Regions from separate parts of the Triticum aestivum genome. Here region 2 is linked to region 1. The links are chromatin contacts, called in public Hi-C maps. All regions are on one chromosome and are shown on one strand. The core of a region is the stretch at or near the end of the contact, and the rest is flanking DNA. Distances in the headings are between cores, read along the strand shown.

Region 1 (5,369 bases), core at 2,067-4,566:
GCCAAAAAAGGATCAACTTGTGAAAAACAGGGATCACACCTGATGCTCCCATGCCAAAGAAGAGGCACGCTCGTATAGTTCGGAATTCCGGGTTCTGGAAGACCGGGAGCAGAGAGAACGCGATAGTTGCTAATCCTAAAATAGTTATGAAGCTGAGGTACAGGTTGCAAAAGAAAGGATGGCACAGGAAACTGTAGTATACTGGAGGGTAGAAAGAAGTGGCGATAAGAGCTGCAATGCCCGCATAGTCAAGCCGAAGCATGATATAGGCAAGGCGGCGAGAGTGGCAGGACAGAAGGTGGCATGTGCTGCTGGCAAGAAGGCAAAACATGGCTCCTCCCAAGAAGGCAAAGAATGGCCACCTAGAGATCGGCCTAATAAAGTGTGGTGCAATTACGGTTACAATATCCTCCTTCATGCTTTCCTGCACAGATGAAAACAATCCTTGTTATGTCCTTGTTATGTGACAGTTGTCAACACACAGGTTAAAAAGACTGGTTTACATGAGCGATGCAATGCGAATGTTGATCTGCACAGAAGTTAATGAGGATTGTATGGAATTCAATGGAATTTAAATAAAAAGGCCCTTGCAATGCTCCTACAGTGGTCGGACCCTTGCAATGCCCCCTTTTCTTAAAAGAGACCCCAAAACAATGCAAAGATATCGAATTGAACCATATTATTGTTATATGTACTCTGTATAGACTGTGTGTACCAACAACAGTAAAGCCTTACGCACGCCTAAAATAAACTTTGAGGTGAGTACATACTAAACAAAGGTTCTGCATATCATAAGCTGGTTTTGATGCTACAGATTTTTCCGGTAACCTACCAGGAACTATTAGACAACAACAACACAAAGCCTTTAGTCCCAAACAAGTTGGGGTAGGCTAGAGGTGAAACCCATAAGCTCTCGCGACCAACTCATGGTTCTGGAACATGGATAGCAAGCTTCCACGCACCCCTGTCCATGGCTAATTCTTTGGTGATCCCCAACGAAAATCTTTTGGGTTTCATCTCCATAAGAGTGGCTGAGTTTTGATGTTGGCTCGCCAAGCCTATCACACCTTTCTCCTTTACCCAGGCTTGGGACCGGCTATGTTGAGTAGACTTCTGAGGATTATTTTTTAACTGATAACTATCTAGAAGTCAAATCTTGGCCAGCATCAAACTGGCTTAATTTAGTCAGAAGTCAGACATAATTACTCACAGTGGGCATAGCAAGAAGAAACTAGGTAACTAAACAGCTTGAATTTGATAGTCCAACTCGTAAGATTTTCCTATTAACTGTTGTAAGCAGGTTAGCACTGCATTTCTGAAGTTTTGAACCCTTAAATAAAGCACAGCGATAGTGAGTAAAAAAGCACTAGATAAGTTGTTGACTACTTACAAGAACAGAAAGATTAGTTTCATTGGAATGGGTAAATCTGTCCGGCAAGCAATTTGAGAGTAATTCCAAGAGACGCCAACGAGATAATGATGGAAGCACATCGATAGAATTCCATGAGCTTCTCAATTCATCCTTCATCTTTTGTAGATCAGAAAAGTGAGGTAATGAGGGAAGGCATGCCGCAAGCTCTGCCTGAATCTTATGAAGATCAGCATTCCTAAGTATATCAGGTAAATTCTGCAGGCTCTGAAGATCCACATTTGGAACTTTTGTTGCAGTGTATATGGTCAAAGAAAGGAAGATGAAGAATCCTATCAAGTGCCTGAAGTGGACACAAAGAAATAGCTTTATTAGATCAGAGATAATCTAGCAAATTCATAATTCTGCTATATCATATCGGCAAAATAAATAAATAAATAAAACGAACAGGGGAGGAGCCCTGTGAAATTTTATTAAGGTAGAAACGATCGTGAGTACCATGTTCACCCCTGACAGGATTGAGCCCTAGTCGGCAAGGACACACCACCAAATCCTCTCCACATCGGCAAAATAACAAAAGGTAATATCACCCCGAAGTTTGTAGTCCTAATTTCCTAGTATTCATACTTCACCATTTATGGCACATAGCTTGCAGAAGAGGTTAGTGGTCAACCAAACTCAGTGTTACATAATGGCAGTCAAATCACTTGGTTTCCTTTCGACTTGATAGGATAGGCAAGCAACAAAGACTAGAAAAGACACATTTGAAGTCCATGGTTCAATTAAATGTATGACCTGTTGAAATTGAAAGGGACTTCTTTAATTAGTTTGGTGGACGGTAGTCTTGATAAAATTTAAAAATTAAGTTGGTTGTTGTCTCATCTTGCTTGGCAACAAACAAGCAAGGGCTACGACAAATGCTTCAAAATTCAGAGTGCCACAATGCATTCTCAGTGCTGAATTTCTTACTTGGTAATTAGTTTGAAACTTCAAGTCTGAACACGAGGAACTGAGCAATTTCAAGCCAGGGTTAAGTGAATCAAAAATCAAATGGTTGCATTGTAAAATTAACATGACAGAGAATCCTTGTTTTCAAGAGTAAATCAGCTTCCCTTTTCATGCCATAATTACATAGCTGAAGAAGCCATAATTACATGGCTAAAGAAACCGTACTATGTTGGATAACCACAACACAGAAAGAGAGAACAAAACTGCAGGTAAAGCACCAGATAGATACATACATCGTTCCAATTTTCAAACTAGAAACTCGCAATGTTATCAGAACTATATATGTCCAGGGGATTAATTGGCTGTTCCATACATGTGCGCACAGTATAAAATTGGCATAAGGAAAACAATTGGATTGAAAAATAAGATGGGGGGATGAGCAAGAGTACGCACGTCCAGACGTTGAGGGTCTCGTTGTGGATGGAGAAGACGGAGAGGAGCACCTGCGGGAGCGGCCACTCGCAGCGGTAGTAGCGCAGGATGTACTCGTTGTCCCGCATGTAGGCCGGCAGCGCCCGGTAGTCGACCAGGCCGTAGCGGCGCCCCTTGCCCTGCTTCCCCTTCCTCTCCTCCTCCAGCATCGGCCTCTCCACCTCCGCCTCCTCCTCCCACACCGCCGCCGCCGTCGCCGTCGCCATCGCCAGAGGGCCGGGGAGAAGACCGCCGGGAGAGAGAGCGCGACCCGTTCGGCCCGGGTGTTATGCCGCCCCGTCCGAATATCCGCCGCACGCGAACGCGACGACGCGCCCGCTGCCTGTGGTGGGTTGTATCGCTTCCCTCGCTCGCTCGGCCTGGGTTGCGTCGGCCCGTCGATCTCGGCGAGGCGGGCGCGCCTCGGTGCGTCCCCTCCACCCCAGAATTTTCTTTTTTCAAATACCTCCACCCCAGATTTAGCAGAGCAGCCTCTGACGCACGCCGGGTCGGCGTGTCCGCCTTGGCGTTTTGGGGCTTCTGTTTTGTTGGCGCGGTGGCGTGCCATGGGGCGTACGAGTGCGAGTGCGACCCGGTGCGTTGTGAATGAAGGGGGAGCTACGGCCGTGCGTGCCGACTACCTCTCGCTTTCCCCTCTCGTCCCGCGGAAGGAAGGGTGTGGCTTGGCTGGACCGTGCACGTACCGTCTCACGGATCCGACGTGCCCAATCGATTTCCGGCCGAAAAGGGAAGCAGTAGGAAGCGTGCGGGATTCTTGAGTCATCGCATGCCCAACCTCCCGTCGTGCTCACGGAAAATGGTTACGCGATTTTGACGTAGGCCGATCGTGCAAGTGCAAGGGCGACAAAAGCCCGTGAGGTCATGTTTGAGTTTTTTTTAACACAGTACAGACGCAAGAGCTCATATACACACGCATACACTCACCCCTATGAACACACACGCACACCCTACCCCTATGAGCACCTTCTAAAGACTGAGCCGGCATATCATTTTGAAATTTACGACGAGACGTCTCCTCCCACTGAATGTGCATCACCGGAAATCCTGAAATAAATGCGAGCACCGAGACTTGAACCCTGGTGGGCTGGGGATACCACAGTCCCTCTAACCATCCAACCACATGTTCACAGGTCAGGTCATATTTGAGTTGAGCCATTGATTGCTATATATGCCTATTCAATGTCAATGTTCGTCAGAGCATATTCAACGCCGATCCTTGAACCGTGGCCAATTTCGTTAGGGCATATTCAACACCGATCCTCAAACGGACATCATATTTCTCTGTGGATGCGTCACGCGTTCGTGGACAGTGATACGAGAGCCGACCATCCAAGGCTTGCCCACATCTCCGGCCACAATATAAACAAATTTAGACATAACTCATGCATATACGACGAAATTCATACAAACGGGCATAAATTCAGACATGATTTACATAAGCCGTAGATATTTCGTCCGTTCAACTAAAACTTAAAAAACTAAACTAATTTGTAGCAGACAGGCTGGCCGGCGGCACCTCTGTCGCCTTCCGTGCTCACGTTATCATCGTTGAAGCTGGAGTGGTCCTTCCAGCGGTGAAGGGCGCCAAGGCGCGGTAGCCCTGCCCGGCCGCCACCTGGCGCTCGAGCCGCTCATCTTCCTCTTGCGCCATGCGGAGGGCCGCCTCGGCCAACGCGGACCCTGGCCGGGGAGCTCTACCCTTGACCCTGCTGAGGACGACAGAGGTGTCGTTGAGTGACCACTCCACCTCGACCTTGGCAAGCTCCTTGTCTTGGCAGCGCAGTCGCTACGCAGATATCTCCGACTTGGTCATCGATCGGTCATCGGCCCAGGCCTCCGCGAGGTTGGGGTCCACGAGGACCCAGGTTGGCGCCTCTTCAGTCAGACTATGCGAACATCGCTCGATGCTCCGCGTTGCACCACTCCCTCCATGACGCCTCCTTGGCCGCCCTCTCCTCTGTTGACATGATGCTCCACGCTGAGGAGCTACCACTGCTGCGGCCACTGAGTGTCGGCGGGCGTGTGCAAGATACGCGCGAGACACCATGGACGGGAGATGTCCTTTTGCTGGTTCGTGAATGGGGCACGAAGGTGAGGACCTACACTATCGAAATGCACGAAATGTACACGATGATTTACCCGGGTTCGGGCCGCATGGTTGCGTAATATCCTACTCCTACTTTTGTGTGTGTTTATGTTGGTGGATGGCGAGCTACAAGTCCTTCGCGGGAACGGGAAGCGTTGTGTACTCCTACTTTTCTTCTACCAAATGTCCAACCTTTTACAGGTCTCTTCTGTCTTGCTAAGAAGTGCCTTCCCCCCCCCCCACCCCGCCCTCAATAGCTAGGTCCTCCTTTTATATCTCAAGGGGTACCACAATGGCTTTTCTACTAAGGAAGTGGTCCGGCCATCTGACCGAGTAGGTGAGTGCATTAAATGCTTGTATGAAGTGTTATTGCCTTCTGTATTCCGGGAATGGACGCCTGTCTTGTCACCACCAACCATGGCGCCACTTTGCACGGGGCGTGACACATCTTTGTATAGGTGTGCACCATGCGGT
Region 2 (5,944 bases), core at 131-2,630, 690 kb after region 1:
AAAAATCAACTTAGATATAAAGAAAAATCTCAGTCGAGAACATTCTAGGCCTATACTTCGCCATTCTTAATTTTTGTGAGAAGCTTACCCTTCATACTACCAGTCAACATAAGAACACTTGAGTGTCTGAAAGAAATATAACAATATTCAAGCTCTCAATTAGTATAGACAACACACGGTATAGCAAAGTTCTATTGGGCACAATGGCGAAAGTGTCCTTCTGCTCCCGACCTCAAATGAGCTCGGTGAATTGTAAAATAAAAAAGAAATCAAACAGCTCTGTTTTTTTTGTGACACAAAAGTTTCAAGTGCTTACAAAATTTCGTCATGTAATCACATTTCTTTAAGGCGTGACAAACAAAAAAAACAAAACCAGTGCTCCAAAAATGCTTTTGAAAGTAGCATTTTCAGAGTATCAAAATTTTTTTTTTGCCACGCCTTCTAGAGATGTGATTCCATGACGAATTTTTGCAAGCCGTTGAAACTTTTGTTAGTGTTTGTCACAAAAAAATCAGTTTTTTTTTAATTTTTTCTTGATTTTTTTAATTTTACTGTTCACCTGAGCTTATTTGAGCTTGGGCTGAGAAACTCTGCGTCCGCACAATGAGCCCTATGCGCAGGCCAGTTTGCCACAAATGGACAAATGTCCTCCTGTTCACGGATACAAAAATTAAGAACAACGTGAACTCCATGAATTTTAAGCATGCGTGATGGACTTTTTTTTAATAAAGCGATGGACTTATTGGATGACAATATTTTCAAGTTTACAACAAGCACAATGTGGGTTAAAATCAATGCAGATGGTGCTTTTTATCTCGAATGCTGAGAAATGCGACCAGTGCCATCGCCATCACAAATGAAACACGCATGTAGAAGCGTAACCAACGGTATGGATGGGATCTCAAACTTGCACTTGCAGCGAAACGGCAACCAACAATCTTAGGATCAGACCTGAGCATTGGTTGTTCGTCAATTAGCTAATGGATGTCCAAGAATGTCAAAGTTGTTTATACAAACTATATTGCGTGTGGTGTCTTAAGAGAAAATTGCACGGCACATGAATCAGCAGACTAAGCAAGGTGGACTTTTTTTTTTGAGGGGTCTAAGCAAGGTGAACTAAGAATGGAGTTCAGTGGAGACAGGGACCATTCGCCCGCGTGCGTAAACTCTCGCTGTCCATGAGGTCTTACCTTGCCTTCCAAGCCCAGCCTGCTACACAGGCCCAAAGTCACAGCTGGGCCGCAGCAGGATGCCTACGGTGGTACCGCAGCCAACGTAGGTGTCTGCCAACTGCCAGCTTTCCCCATTAAAAAAATCAAAACGGTGCCTGGCATTTTTTCACTTACCCCCTTCGCCCTTGCCAGCAGCAGCCGAAAGGCGCAGCCCTTCCCCAATTCCGGCCACGCCCCAGCGCCTCCGCCTCCCCCCCTTCACTCCCCTCCCAGCTCCTCCGCCGCCCCCGTCCCCGTCTCCTCCGCCGCCTCCCTCCGGCCCGATATCCACCCGCGCGCTTCCTCCCTCCCTACCCCTCTTCCCCAGCGCCGCCGCCTCTTCCACCAACTCCATCCGCCAATCTAGAAAGAAACCCCTATTTGTTGCGCTACCGCCGCCCTCTTTGATTCGGCTGATCTGATCGGTCGCTGAGCCGATGGGCAGCGACGCCGAGGAAGTGTCCCAGCCGGCGTCGTCGCCGGAGTACGAGCAGGACGACGAGGACGAGGACTGCTACCTGAGCGATCAGGAGGACGATGCCCTAGAGGAGTCCGTCCTCCAGGTCCTCGAGGACGGCAACCTCGAGGACTGCCATTGGTCCTCCTCCTCCGTACGCGCCTCGCTTACCCGTGCTTCTCCCGGCCCTCCCCGATTGCTTCTCTTACCGACGGATTTTTTTTTCCTTGCTTGTGCTTGCAGGTGATCACCAAGGAATACCTCTTGGCGGCGCAGGTGACTATGTGGCCTGAGGGCTCCCCCCATTCTGTTTCCAGGCTCTAAGCGATTTCCGGATGCTGACGCTTTGTTTTGTAAATTTATTCTGGCTGATTGGGGTCTGTAGAGGGAGGATCTGAGGAAGGTGATGGAGCTGCTAGGGTTAAAGGAGCACCACGCAAGGACGCTTCTAATCCACTACCGCTGGGATGTGGAGAGGATATTCGAGCTGCTCGATCAGAAGGGGAGGGATAGGCTCTTCTCCGAGGCTGGTATTCCTCTCGGAACCGCCAATAATGCTGGCTCGCCCTCTGCGACGGAGGTCACCTGCAATGTTTGTTACGATGATGTGCCCCTCACGGCCGCTTCCCATATGGACTGCGGCCACAACTACTGCAATGAATGTGAGTACTAGTCGCTGAGAACACGGAAGTGCTTGTTATGTACATGAAGCTTTGCATATGTGCCAGCTATAGCTTTTATATGCCGGTAGAACGATCGTATGATGCATTTTCGGATGAATACTTTGCTTTTTGACCACTGTGCTGATCAGCAGTGTGATATCCGTGTATTAGGAATGACAAATCAACAAACATCTTATTATCCTACTTACGAAGAAAATGGCGCAACTAATCATCTTCATTTAGCTCTGTATTATTGCGGACCATCTGTACTTGTACTTCATGCACAAAATTAACCTAGGGAAGCATGGGATATCACTTCCTAGTCGCAAGAATAATCATTATGTTACTTCATGTAATCTACTAGTCTATTATTACGAATTTTTGCTCTAAGTACCAGCGAAGGATATATCAACTACGCAAGTTTTTTATACTGCCTACCTCCACGCCAACCGCACCATGTGAATTAGCATTGCTATATCATTTATTCCTGAATAGCCACTAATATGTGCGTTTCATCAGGTTGGACAGAATATTTCATTGTGAAAATAAATGAGGGGCAGAGTCGGCGTGTCAAGTGCATGGCTCCAAAGTGCAATGCCATCTGTGATGAAGCATTAGTCCGGAAGTTAGTAAGTGCAAAGCGCCCAGATATTGCTGAGCGCTTTGAAAGATTTTTACTGGAATCTTATATCGAGGACAATGATACAGTCAAGTGGTGCCCCAGCACACCACATTGCGGAAATGCTATACGTGTCAAAGGTGATATTCATTGCGAGGTGGAATGTACATGTGGACGCCAGTTTTGTTTTAATTGCTCCTCAGAAGCGCATTCCCCTTGTTCCTGTGTGATGTGGGAGCTCTGGATCAAGAAATGCCGTGATGAATCAGAGACTGTGAATTGGATAACAGTAAATACTAAGCCCTGTCCCAAGTGTCATAAACCTGTGGAGAAGAATGGTGGCTGCAACCTGGTTGCATGTATATGTGGACAAGCATTCTGGTGAGATTTCGTATTCCTCTTGAACATTTATGTTTTATTACGTACCGTTCCATTTGTTGGCAGCTAATGATGCACTGTTGTTATATTGATGCCTTCTTTTATTTGTTATATTGGTACCTTTTTTTTTATCTTACTTGATACTTGTCCATACAAACTGAAAGCACCACATATGTCTTGTCTTCTTCCTACTTTCCTGTTTTATGTAAGCGTGAGCATACTTTCCAATGAGTAATGATGTTCAAATGAATCATAGAACAGAATGCGGTACGATGAGATAGAATGCAGTAGAAATAGAAACAAAAATAGGGAACTGATTACCTACCCCTAAGGGTCAAAGCAAGCCTTCAGTTCAGTTCGCTATTCTTAGAATTAATCAAATCTCCCCAAGTAGTATTGGCACGTACGACCAGTCAGTTAACAGTTGACTACTCTACCACTGAGCTACCGAGGAACAAGGGGGGATTCGAACTCCAGAGTTGAACTCCCGCTCTCAACCCATGAACAAACTTGCTGGAATGATTGCCCTGGCCCTTGATCTTCGGGATGCAGAGTAGGGGATGGCTTGGCACATGTTAGTTAGGACTTAGAACCAGTGAAAACCCACCTTGGGTAAGGTGAAGTTCAGTTTGGAGATCTAACGATTCCTTATATCCTGTATCCTCGATTGATGCAGCCTCAGATGCTTCAATTGTATTTGTAGAGTATTCAGATATACTGAGTTACAAATCAGCTCGTCAGTACTACACTACAACTAGGATACTATCGTGATATAATTGTATGGTGGGCAGATAGTACTTTGATGCTGGTGAAGTACATATTGTTCTCTCTTTGATACCGATTGCTCTTTTGTAAGGACAGGTTTTCTGACATATTTATAGCCCCATAATTATTCTATAAAGATACAACCACCTAGATTGTTAATGAAAATTTGTTGGTAGTTGGAAATAATAAGTTTGGTATCATGCTTTTACCAGTAATTCATAGCATATGGAGGAAAGTCTTGTAACGGTATAGGCGTATAGCTTATCTAACCTGTGTGTGGAAGTATTCTATCCATCATTCATAGCTCCTGCCCTGATCACGTATGCTACGTACGACTTATGGTGTGTGGGTATAATAGCAAAAGCTGTGCTCTGCCAATTGTGTAATGGGACAGAGTATTATTGTTTCCTATTCAAGAATGCTCACTGCTAGAGGTAATGCTGGCAGTCTGGCACATATCTGATCGGAAATCTAGATACCGTAGTAGGGTAAATCAAGAGACACTGCAGACTTCAATTGTACTGTCAAGGGTCATTACAGGCCTTTTGTTAGCATGTGCCTGACAGGTTATAATATTTTTTAAGTTTGGTGTGTCATTCACGCTGCGCGACAACTTACATGCTACGCTGACTAAGCTGATCTCCTCTCTCTTTTTTTCTTTCTCGGTTTTTTCCTCTTCACTCCACTTGTTCTTAAGTTTGAGTTTTATTTTGCTGATTTTATGTATTTTGGATGCAGTTGGTTATGTGGTGGTGCTACTGGTAGAGATCACACATGGTCAAGCATTAGCGGCCACAGTTGTGGCCGATTCACAGAAGATCAGTCAACAAGAACAGAGCAAGCAAGGCGAGACCTCTATCGTTATATGCACTACCACAACAGATACAAGGCACATACTGATTCTCTTAAGCAGGAAGCAAAGCTTAAGCGTGACATCCAGTGGAAGATATCCATTTCTGAAAATAAGGAATCCAAGATAAAAGATTACTCTTGGGTGATAAATGGACTGAACAGGCTTTTCAGATCAAGGCATGTTCTTTCATATTCTTATCCTTTTGCATTCTACATGTTTGGTGATGAGATTTTCAAGGATGAGATGACTCCCGAGGAAAGAGAACTCAAGCAGAATCTGTTTGAGGATCAGCAACAACAATTAGAGTTCAATGTTGAACGGTTATCTGGTTTCCTTGAAAAGGATTTTCAAAATTTTAGTGACGAGGAGGTTATGGATACAATGAAGCATGTTATCAATCTTTCCAATGTGGTAGATAGGCTCTGCAAGCAAATGTAAGAACTCTGCTCAACAAAATCCCTGTCAGTTACCTTGAGAAAATATGTTTAGCCAGTGTTTGTGCAAAGTAAATTGTACTAACTGTATATTGCTTTGCAGGTATCAGTGCATCGAGAATGATTTGTTGTACCCTCTCCGCACGCCTCATAATATTGCCCCATACAAATCCAAGGGTCTTGATAGAGCCTCAGAGCTCCACATTTGTTTGGACTCTGCTGAACAAAGTTCGCCATCTATGAAGTGTAGTCAGGATGAACACAAGAGTCAGCTTGGTTTATGTAGCGAATCAGGTATTTAACTGGCAATATTTCCTTCATACAAGGCTTAAATTCATGTGATAAGGATCACTACTAGAAGTTCAGAGTAGTCATTAGCAGTTTCTGGTTGCTTATTTTTTTAATTGAGATTAGCTGTTTCTGGTTGCTGATGCATATTTTAATATCCGCCTTAGGCTCGTCCCTCACGGGAAAGCGACCTATTATTCAGATGCACGGATCAAGTTCTGACAACAGTGGACGCCCGTCTCACAAGAGAGAAAGAAGAGATGCTCATGGCGGCGGT

What was found. A called contact is a pair of places that touch in the nucleus more often than the background predicts.
Region 2: a contact with region 1 is called in a Hi-C map of leaf, with 4 times the contacts expected there. The contact joins the promoter of LOC123098179 here to the promoter of LOC123098177 in region 1. A contact is called at or near these places in 2 of 5 Hi-C or Micro-C datasets (both in leaf).

The regions. Positions count from the first base shown.
Region 1 is chr4D:399,890,704-399,896,072 of IWGSC CS RefSeq v2.1, forward strand. It overlaps LOC123098177 (heptahelical transmembrane protein ADIPOR3), which reads right to left and starts at 3,317. Exons shown (of 3, transcript XM_044520088.1): 1 at 2,821-3,317; 2 at 1,391-1,712; 3 at 1-424. The coding sequence starts at 1,528.
Region 2 is chr4D:400,580,977-400,586,920 of IWGSC CS RefSeq v2.1, forward strand. LOC123098179 (probable E3 ubiquitin-protein ligase ARI2) reads left to right here and starts at 1,381. Exons shown (of 7, transcript XM_044520093.1): 1 at 1,381-1,822; 2 at 1,912-1,944; 3 at 2,054-2,330; 4 at 2,850-3,330; 5 at 4,831-5,379; 6 at 5,483-5,673; 7 at 5,835-5,944. The coding sequence starts at 1,649.